Regions from separate parts of the Danio rerio genome. Here region 1 is linked to region 2. The links are chromatin contacts, called in public Hi-C maps. All regions are on one chromosome and are shown on one strand. The core of a region is the stretch at or near the end of the contact, and the rest is flanking DNA. Distances in the headings are between cores, read along the strand shown. Region 1 holds the start of sipa1l2 (signal-induced proliferation-associated 1 like 2). Region 2 overlaps si:dkey-238i5.2.

Region 1 (5,128 bases), core at 2,115-4,614, 62 kb before region 2:
AAATTGTTTAACAGAGATATTTTATTAGAAAACCACATGAAAATATTTGCCAACTAACAACCAGAGATTTAATGATATTTGTATTTATTAATAAATAATAATAATAATACAAATAAAAAAAAAAAAATAATAATAATACATATTCTTATTATTGATATTATAACAGTAAATTAAATTTGCTTAAATGGTTTAACAGAGATATTTTTTAGAAAACCTCATGAAAATAACTGCCAGCTAATCACCAGTGATTTAAAAATATTTGTATTTATAATAATAATAATAATAATAATAATAATAATAATAATAATAAATATTCTTATTATTAATATTATTACAAAATTAAATGAAATTTACTTAAATGATTTAAGAGAGATATTTTATTAGATAACCATATGAAAATATTTGCCTGCTAATGACCATAGATTTAATAACACTTGTATTTATTTTTATTAATAATAATAATCCTCATTAATATTATAACAGTAAAACTGGATTTGCTTTATTGGTTGAAACCAGATATTCGAGTTTTAATATAGAGAAACATTCATTTTGAAAAGCTTCTCTTTTGCTGACCACAGATGTTAAAACAATGAACATCTTTCCAAACAATAGGAATTTAGAAATCCCCATCAACGTAATGCAAATTTCATACCTCAGCCACTGTTATACTAATTAATTTAAAATAGATAATGATTAAAAAGTGGCCAACTGGTGAGTAGTAATGTTCAAAAAAACTAGGTACAGCACTCACCCCCTGCTGATCCAACTTCAGCAGTTGCTCTGGGACTTTAGGTGAGCTTATGGCCATTCTGAGACACTGAATGTTGACCTCAGGAACTACATACTCCAGCACCTCTTTAAGAGGGAGCCCACGGGACGTCCCGTGCTTCGCAGTGGAAGGGACTGCATCCTCCAGGATTGAGCCTCTCAAAGTAGTGAGCTGAAGATGGATAAAGTGAAGACAAGTTTAGATTCATGAAAAACAAAGTAAGAGTTCACAATGTTAGCTGAACTGAGCAAATGAATCCATTAAATGAAATACACGGCATGCTTGAATCCTATCACTGAACAGATGGATAAACCATTCTAGTCATCTTTCAAATGGCAAAGCACTCTCTAAGATGGTCCCTGCTTTAGCGCTGAATCCCGCGACATGCCCTGCCAACCTTTTCGATGAATAATTGAGTTCAACTAACTGTGGCGAATGCTGAAGTAACGCTTTGGCTTTTAGCAGGAGGGCCATTGTACGCTCAACCGCCAATTCAGCAAACTATCCAGTCACCCTTAGGAAAACCCCTGGCAAGCCACATTTGAAAGATCTCTTGCCATTTTGAAAGCCGCACTGGTCGGGACTGTTTTAGCATCGGTGGTGAGAATCATGTAGTACAGTAAGGTAATTCATATCACATATACGGAAAAATCAATAGCACACCGCAGATATCATCCATCATGAGCTGATTTTCAAAACAATCAATGCTATTATTGAGGCAGCTTTGATTTGTGTTCAGAGGAGATAACGTAAAAGCATTGGGAAATGCACTTAATGGAAACGCGGAAATCAATTATAAATTAATGAGTAGTCCACTCGTGAAACCACTTATTTATTTTACTGCACTCATGCAAAACAGATTGAGTGAATTCCCTTCCATTCATTTATATCCCTGACCTTAACTGGCTCTGGTCTACAGATGTCTGTTAAATGGTGTGTGTTTTATAGACATTGTCCTACCTCGCCGGTTCTGAAGATGACCCTGTAATTATACTGCGGTCCCTCCTTCCCCTCCTCCAGTTTCTCTCTCCGAATGCTGACAGCCACCGGCCCCAAGTTCTCATCAACACCAAAGTAGTTCTGGTGCTCTTTACAGAAAAGAATACATAATATTATGTATTAATACACTGTATTTTGGTCAAATAAATGTGTATCTTTAATAAAACGTACCTTTATTGAAAAAGAATTTGTGATAGTAGTAAGCGCCCATGTCGATGTGCTCAATGATGTAGCGTTTGATGCAATCCCGTGGTATGGCGTAGTTTTCACGAGAGGCATAATTCTCACGGGACATCTCCAAAACGGAAACCCCCGCATTGGTGCAGTGTGAGCTTAAAGTGGACTCAATAGAGTTATTGTCACCTACGTTGCTGTTGGGTGGTGCGCTGTTTGGTTTGGTGGCATTCAGCTTCCTTTCACCTTCCCCCCCAATTTCGTTCCGGAAGTATGGGCAACTCAACACCAAACCACTACTCTTTCCATCTCCCTCATCGGGATCAGTGCAAGCTTTTTGCCCAAGCTCCTCACAGTTGTCCAAAGGGGACTCGCAAAGAGGCAAGGGGTCAGGACCATCCAATGCCCCACTAATTTGGTGTTGCGATGCTGCAGAAGCCCCTGTGGTAATGTTCTTCCGACGTGCCAAGTTGGCACGATTAGTAACAGCCTCGCTAATGTTGAAAAGCACACTCTGGACATCATAGTGAGAAAAACATCTCTGGAAACTCAATGGACGACCATGTCTACTACAATCGTCCAGTTCGCTAAGTTGCCGCTGCTCACTTTTCATAGTCTTCAGCCTGCGGAAAATTGACGTCTCCCCCTTTTCGGATTTCTGCCGCTGTAGGAAGGACTTCTCCCTTTCTCGGCTGTAGAAAAGCGAACTGTCCACATAGTCTGAGTAGTTGGGAATGCAGAGAATGTCTCCCCGTGCAATCTGCGCAGCAGTCTGGAGACTTGGAGAAACTGTGGTCTCGTATCGACGAAACTCCGGAAAGCCATGCGGAGGTGGTGCGCTCGGTTGCTCTGAGTGTTCCGACTGGAATCCCTTCAGATTCCCAAAAAAAGCTTCATCGGGCAAACCCTGGCGATTGATTGAGGACGTGCTTCCGTATTCTCTATGCAAAGTTGCACCTGTATTAGGGTTGATTGCAGTCTGATCCATGTCCTCTGCCCCGATATCACTGATGGTGACATCACTGTTGCTTCTTTTCTGAAGGGCATGGTGAACTTTACCAGGCGAGTGGTTCAGAAGTTCACCAAGCCCATATTTGGCCTCCAGAAAGCTGGGATTTGGAGGTGAGCCTGGGCTTGGTTTGACCGCATCTTCTGGAGACTGAATGGGTTGTCCATTCTGAAAGGAAGTCATTAGGCTTTCGTATCTAGGTGGTGGGCAAATGCCATCCTTCTTCTGTGGCCATTCCGACACTCTTGCCCGTACACCCATCTTGGGCACAGCTGGTGTCCCTTGTGCATTTGCACCAGGAGGTCCCATATTCCCATTTAAAGCTTGAAGCTTTTTGGCAAATAGATCATCGGTCTGCATTTCTGCGGTGAGGCGCTTCTCAAGCTTCTATGGCCTCGTCTGTATCTCTGGTCCTAAAATGAGTGACATTCATACCTGATATTAAAGATGTTGCCTAGAAGACAAATTACAACTCCAGCATTTTATGGAATAGAGAAGGTGCTTAAAATTGTTGCTAGAAGTCTGTGAAAATGATGACTGACCCACGTTAGGGCGTTCAGACCTGAGGGTCTGTAATCCATAGGAGGAGAATGAGTCTCTTTATCTCCGTTTCACTGTCAAGGACAACTGCTCACTCCACGGGAGGGCAAGCAGGAGATACGGTCATTTCACAGGCATGTAGGCTTAACAAAGCCAGGTGGGATCTCTCTGATGCTCTGGAAGAGAACAAGAAAGAGAGAGAGAGAGAGAGGGAGATCATTAGAGAATCCATTTGGGAGGGAGAGATACCAATGTGACCTTGAAAGAATGCAAAGCACTCAAAATTCTCATCTGAACGAAGCATCAGCAAAAAGGCCAATTAATTTAATAAGGGTTTGCATGTCTATTCAGAAAGCTTATTTCTATTTCACCTGAACGCATGCCATTTCTGGATCGACTATAAAACAAATGTAGCACTTTTTTGACCTTCTAGTACAGACTAATTAGTGATAAGCATCTAAATGAAAAAGCAGTCTATGCACTCTGTTAAATGGCAGAACAGATCCAGACTACTTCCCCTTCAGTTGTAATGATGTTCAAAGTGGTTATTTCAAGAGGTGTTAAAACTTTGAAAAATGATTAAATAATGCAATTTTTGTTCCACTTGCATACTTTGCATTTGAAAAGTACTTGACAGATGGCCATCTTTTCATGCCCTTCTTTTACAAATTGCAAACAAGATGCAAGCTGGTGTTTATTTAATCACAATGAATGGTCTGAAAATGAAAACGAAAGTGACAAATTACTAAAATAAACCACCCTCTTGAACATCAGCACAATTTCATATTTAGGTTTTCCCATTTTATTCAATGATTCTCAAATCTTAAATGTAATCATTAAAAGTCTAATTAACCACAGATATAATAAAATTATATGATATGAGTGATATGAGCCTTTAAAAATGTGGAAAGAAACACTGCAATATTGTTTAATGTTAACATCAAGCTTGTAAAATGTGTCGGTTTCATACAGAAATTAATTAAATACTTTTTTTTTTTAGCTTTGACTTCAAGTTTATAATAATACCAACACATTTTAATATTGAATCAAGAACATTTAAGAGCTTAGAATTGTCCCTTAGTATAGGTATTATTTTGGGTCACCACCTGATATCCAAATTAACATCTGGGTCTTGTAGAGCCAAAAAAAAAAAAACTATTAGGATTTACTGGCTTTGAGCAACAAACCCACTGAGACTTCCTTTCACAGAAAGAGCTTTCAAATATAATTTCATTCCAAAATAAAGCATTATTAAGAGGGTAAAGGAGTATAAAATCACAATACTGACAGACGCCGCTATGGGTACACGCTGTGAAATTTACCAACCTAAAAATAATCCTTCAAAAAGCAAGCTGATTAAACTGGCATTTATTAATATTGTGTTTTGGACGCGCAGTCCTCTCTGTCTGTTACATACTGACCCCAATATCTTTAACCCTCCCTCTGAAATAAACACATCTTTGTGTCAGTGTCAACACCAGCTGTGCATATACCATGTTTAAGTAATGTCGTTTCATAAACTGCAATAACCATCCAGAGTCCGGAAATGCACTTGATTTAAAGCCGTTATATAATATCAACAAAAGTGACCTTACTTGCATACATATGTCCAATCCATGGGTCCATGTTATTTTTAA
Region 2 (4,745 bases), core at 25-2,524:
TCTACTCACACTGCAATTTTGGGCAAGTAATGGTACATTTACTTGAGTATGATTTTTCAGGTGAGGTAGTGGTGCAGTAGGTATCGCTGTCGCCTCACAGCAAGAAGGTCGCTGGGTCGAACCTCGGCTCAGTTGGCGTTTCTGTGTGGAGTTTGCATGTTCTCCCTGCCTTCGTGTGGGTTTCCTCCGGGTGCTCCGGTTTCCCTCACAGTCCAAAGACATGTGGTACAGTTGAATTGAGTAGACTAAATTGTCCGTAGTGTATGAGTGTGTGTGTGAATGTGTGTGGATGTTTCCCAGAGATGGGTTGTGGCTGGAAGGGCATCCGTTGCGTAAAAACTTGCTGGATAAGTTGGCGGTTCATTCTACTGTGGCGACGCCGGATCAATAAAGGGACAAAGCCGACAAGAAAATGAATGATTTTTCAATACTCTTTCCACCACTGATTATAATAAATATGAGTTTGTTTATTTATTAAATGCAGTATTTTAGTGTTTACTTAAGTAAGTATGTCAATGAAAACAAATAGTGAGTAATATTACAGTTAAATCTTAACAGCAGTGTTTAATTTAGCATGACTGTTTACTATAATTACATTTTTATTTTTAACGTTTACTATAACTACAATTTCAGATTTGGTTTCACAACAAATATTTACACAAAAGCCTTTGAATGATATAGTTTCTATTTGTTAACAGTATGCTTTATATAAATCTTAAAAAATTGTCAAAACGTTGACTTATGATCACACACAAGTCTCATATTATTGGTATGGACAATCAAGCTTTAGTAAAATGTCAAGCTATTTTTAGCTCTGATGTGATCTACCGTGTGACACGTGTGTCATCATATAGCCTGGCAAGAGTCATGTTTCCAAAAGTGTAAAGTGCTTTTTCACTGACCTAAATTTACATTATCTTTACATTAAAGCAGTCAACATATAAATCACACCTACACTGATGCACTTTATTTTGTACAACATATACTGAGAAATGTGAGAATAACAGCACATTATCACAAAAATGCATGAATAATCCTTTTAATGGCATAAATGTTCCATGATAGTGATGTACAAATTGTTTTCTGTGGTAGTTTGGTTGTAAATGTGAGTGTAATTCATATGCAGGTCTTTTCTTGTTATTATTTGCACTGTGAATCAGCAGGATGAGGTCTATGGGCCTGCTGATTGTGTTGTTTGGCTGTAAATGGGTGTGCACAGATGTGCCTTTTTATTGTACAATTTGACCCTTCCCACCCGTCCTATGTGTTTATTAACACGGGGCAAGTGCGCCATCTGAAGGTGACCACTGACAATTTAGAATTTATTTTCCTGCGTTATGCATTACACGGATCAACCTTTAAATGTTAGTTGATATAAAGAGGAATATAACCAAACTTCAATAATACATGTACAGCTTATTAAATGTACAGCAGACAAAATAGTGTGGAGTCCAAAACAAACCCATTCATGAAATAATCTTGCCAACAAAGAAAATGTGACATGGTGACATGTTCAAAACAGCCATCTCATCATCCATGGAGAGGGTGGGAGACCTGTCCCGCCGCGCTGGCTTTGATTGATAGCTCTGCAATTAAAAAAAGCAATTAACCTAGCATTAAAAAACGAGACGTAATTGTTTTTCATTATAAATCTGCATGTGTCATATCATATACTCCTTCAAATGCTCATTTTTAAGCACATTTTCTAAGTCTAAAGGGAAATACTGGCCTAATTCTGAATGCTGTGTTTGGGGCCCAACACAGCTGTCAAACATGGCGATCAATTTCCCAGTGATTCCCATGAGGTATTGCCTTTATTACAGCCTGGAGTATTTGTCGGTGTAATAAAGGCCGTGTCATTTCATGATTAAAAACTGGAGCATAAAAATATCCAGTGCAATTACAGACTTGCAGTCTTTTTCATTCTTTATATCAGGTGTCTCCACAATAAAATGCATACAATTCCAGCACAGCTTCTATTTGCATAGCCTATGAAACTGCTGTTGAAGCTTTCACATATTAGCCTATTAAATGCATTATATCTCATAGATGTAGTCACTCTTGTAAATGAAACAAAAATGAAAACGATGCTCAGTGAAGTACTGAAGAATCATCCAAACAGTTTCCCCCCTCATTTGCACATGCCCAACAGATGGAGCTATTTGCTAATCTCATCATACTTTGGCAGGTCACATAGTCTGGCCGCTAATATGAATATGGCACCAGTTAACCATATGACGGTCAATGTTGCCAAAGAACAGCACAACTCCATTGTTTCATAATTTATTCACTATTTTTGCTCAAAGGATGTTTTTATATAATAAAATCATTAAAAACTGAAATAATATTTGTTGTATATATATATATATATATATATATATATATATATATATATATATATATATATACACAACATTTTAGTTTCTTTTAAAAAGTAATTTAAAATATGAATTTTCAATATCATTTATTCTGTCTTCAGTGTCACTTGATCCCTCAGCAATCATTCTAATGGGCTGATATGCCACTGGAAAAATTACATTAAAGTATAATATTTTACTACAAAGATGCCTAAACTAGGGCCTGTGGGCCAAAGTTGGCCCGTGGTAACCTTTGATTTGGCCCACCATCCTATCTGAAAAGAAGGAGAATGATGGTGAAGGTTAGGACGAATGCCTTCAACATGGATTGTCATTGCTAATTTAACATAACATTTAATTGTTGAGCTACAAAAAAGCAAACTGAAATTAAATCTATTAAATCAACCTATTAATGATTGAATTAATTAAACATTGTGAAGGATTTAGATAAAAAATAAATAAATATTGTCACTCGATTGATATAGGACATTGCTGAAGGCTAGCTAATAATTAAAGCAAAGGCTCCATAGTGTTATAAATGGGATTGTTTATGATTTAATGATAAAAAATAATAATAAGATGTAAAAGAATACAGATAAATATAATGTTTCAAGTATTGTTTCGTTTTACTTTTACATATTAATAAATTAGGAAATAACCATGGCAACATTAATATAATACAGCTTTACCTTAAGCCCACCACCCTTAATAAAGTCCCTTGGTTTTTGGCCCTTCTCAAGAAAAGGTTTGGGCACCTCTGTTGTACTATGATAAACTGTTACATTATTATGTTATATTATAGTATAAAAGTATTATCAATGATTAAAACATTTGCTTAACATCTTTTGTGAAAACTTTCACATTTTATCATTTTATTCATTCATGAATAGAAGGACCTCCATTTATGTGAAATGGAATAAAGTACCTCTTTTGTACCTCTGTGAACCCCTTTACTGTCATTTAGTTTAATGCATCCTTGTTAAACAAAGGCATTGATTTATTTGTTAAAAATAAAAATAAAAACTTACAGATGCTTAACATTTGGCATTATAGGTTCAAATTCTTAATTGTAATTTTAATGGCCAACCCAAGCACAAAAGAAGCAAAAATACAGCAGAGGAAATCACTCCAACTGCAATGTTAAGTAATTGAATACATTTTGTGATGTTTTCAGTCAAAATGGCTGGAAAAAATGCAAAAAGTACTAATAGCAACAAGATTTGACGGTTTATTTATTTTTGCCAATAGGTGGCGATGTTGGCAAGTTAATGTGGTGTGGTCAGTTCGTGTGTCAAGTAAAACACATCTTGCGATTATATGTAAATAGCTCAAGATTGTTTCACAATACCAGATTAAAAGAAGATAATCTATGGAGGACGAAAATTGTAAAAATAACAAATCCCAGCATAAATAAATATAAATAATAGGCGGGTAAATAATAAAAATAATTGACACAAATGTTGGGGCAATAAGAAAATCCTAAACTGAAAACTGCCGCACTATTAATTATTTATATATTTATTTATGCAGGAATTTTGTAGATTTTATATATATATATAAAATTCATTTTAGCATTTATTTCTATATTTGCACATTTATTTATTTATTGTTTTTGCAGGTTTCGTTCTCCATAATAACCTTCCTTTAAAAAAACAGACAAAACCTGGATATTTTAATTTACTTCTGTGATGGGAAAGTAGAAACTTTATCATTAATCCTGTCCTCTGTCACATGTTCCTTCAGAAGTCATTCTAATGAAATGGCACTAGAGAAATATGTATTTTTATCACTGAGGAAACCAATTGCTTAACATCTTTTCTGGAAACTTATACATAATTTTATTAGCATTCACCATTCATTAATAAAAAATTAACATTTGTAAATAAATAATTACTAATGTTATTTATAAATCTTTTGTTACACTGTAAATGCCTTTACCAACACTATTGTTTAATGCGTCCTTGTGAAACAAAAGCATTGATTTATTTGTTATTGAAATTTGCTGAGCCCTAACATTTGGCATAACACAGATGCAAAATCCAAATTTTTATTTTAATTACCAATAATACAACACATATAATTGCAAGCCAAGTACAAAATAGACAAAATAAAGTACAAAGTACAGCAGGGGTGATCAATCCAACTGCAATGTTAATTAATTAAATATATTTTGTGATGTTTTCAGCAAAAAAAAAAAAAAAAAAAAAAAATCATAAAAGTAATAGTAACAATAAGATTTGAAGGTTTATTCATTTTACCAATAGGTGGTGATGTTGGCAAGTTCATGTGGTGTGGTCAAGTAAAATACATCTCTTTCACAAGACTAGATCAAAAAAAAAATAGCATATGGAGAACGAAACCTGCAAAAACAATAGATAAAAAGTGCAC

Evidence for each region. Hi-C and Micro-C count contacts between places; a contact is called where the count stands out from the background.
Region 1: a contact with region 2 is called in a Hi-C map of an unstated tissue, with 2.5 times the contacts expected there. The contact joins the promoter of sipa1l2 here to the enhancer-like site in region 2. A contact is called at or near these places in 6 of 18 Hi-C or Micro-C datasets (caudal fin, embryo and an unstated tissue) and 1 of 4 datasets of contacts at active chromatin or transcription factors (gastrula embryo).

What each region holds. Positions count from the first base shown.
Region 1 is chr11:33,632,721-33,637,848 of GRCz12tu, reverse strand. sipa1l2 (signal-induced proliferation-associated 1 like 2) reads right to left here and starts at 3,364. Exons shown (of 20, transcript NM_001201559.1): 1 at 1,940-3,364; 2 at 1,730-1,857; 3 at 752-940. The coding sequence starts at 3,311.
Region 2 is chr11:33,569,375-33,574,119 of GRCz12tu, reverse strand. It overlaps si:dkey-238i5.2, which reads right to left. Exons shown (of 19, transcript XR_012387222.1): 19 at 955-1,586. Among named protein-coding and RNA genes, the nearest start is that of si:dkey-238i5.2, 34 kb to the right of the region's middle. Within about 2 kb of position 1,274, at least 4 of the 62 cell types and tissues checked have an H3K27ac peak or open chromatin away from gene starts, as enhancers often do.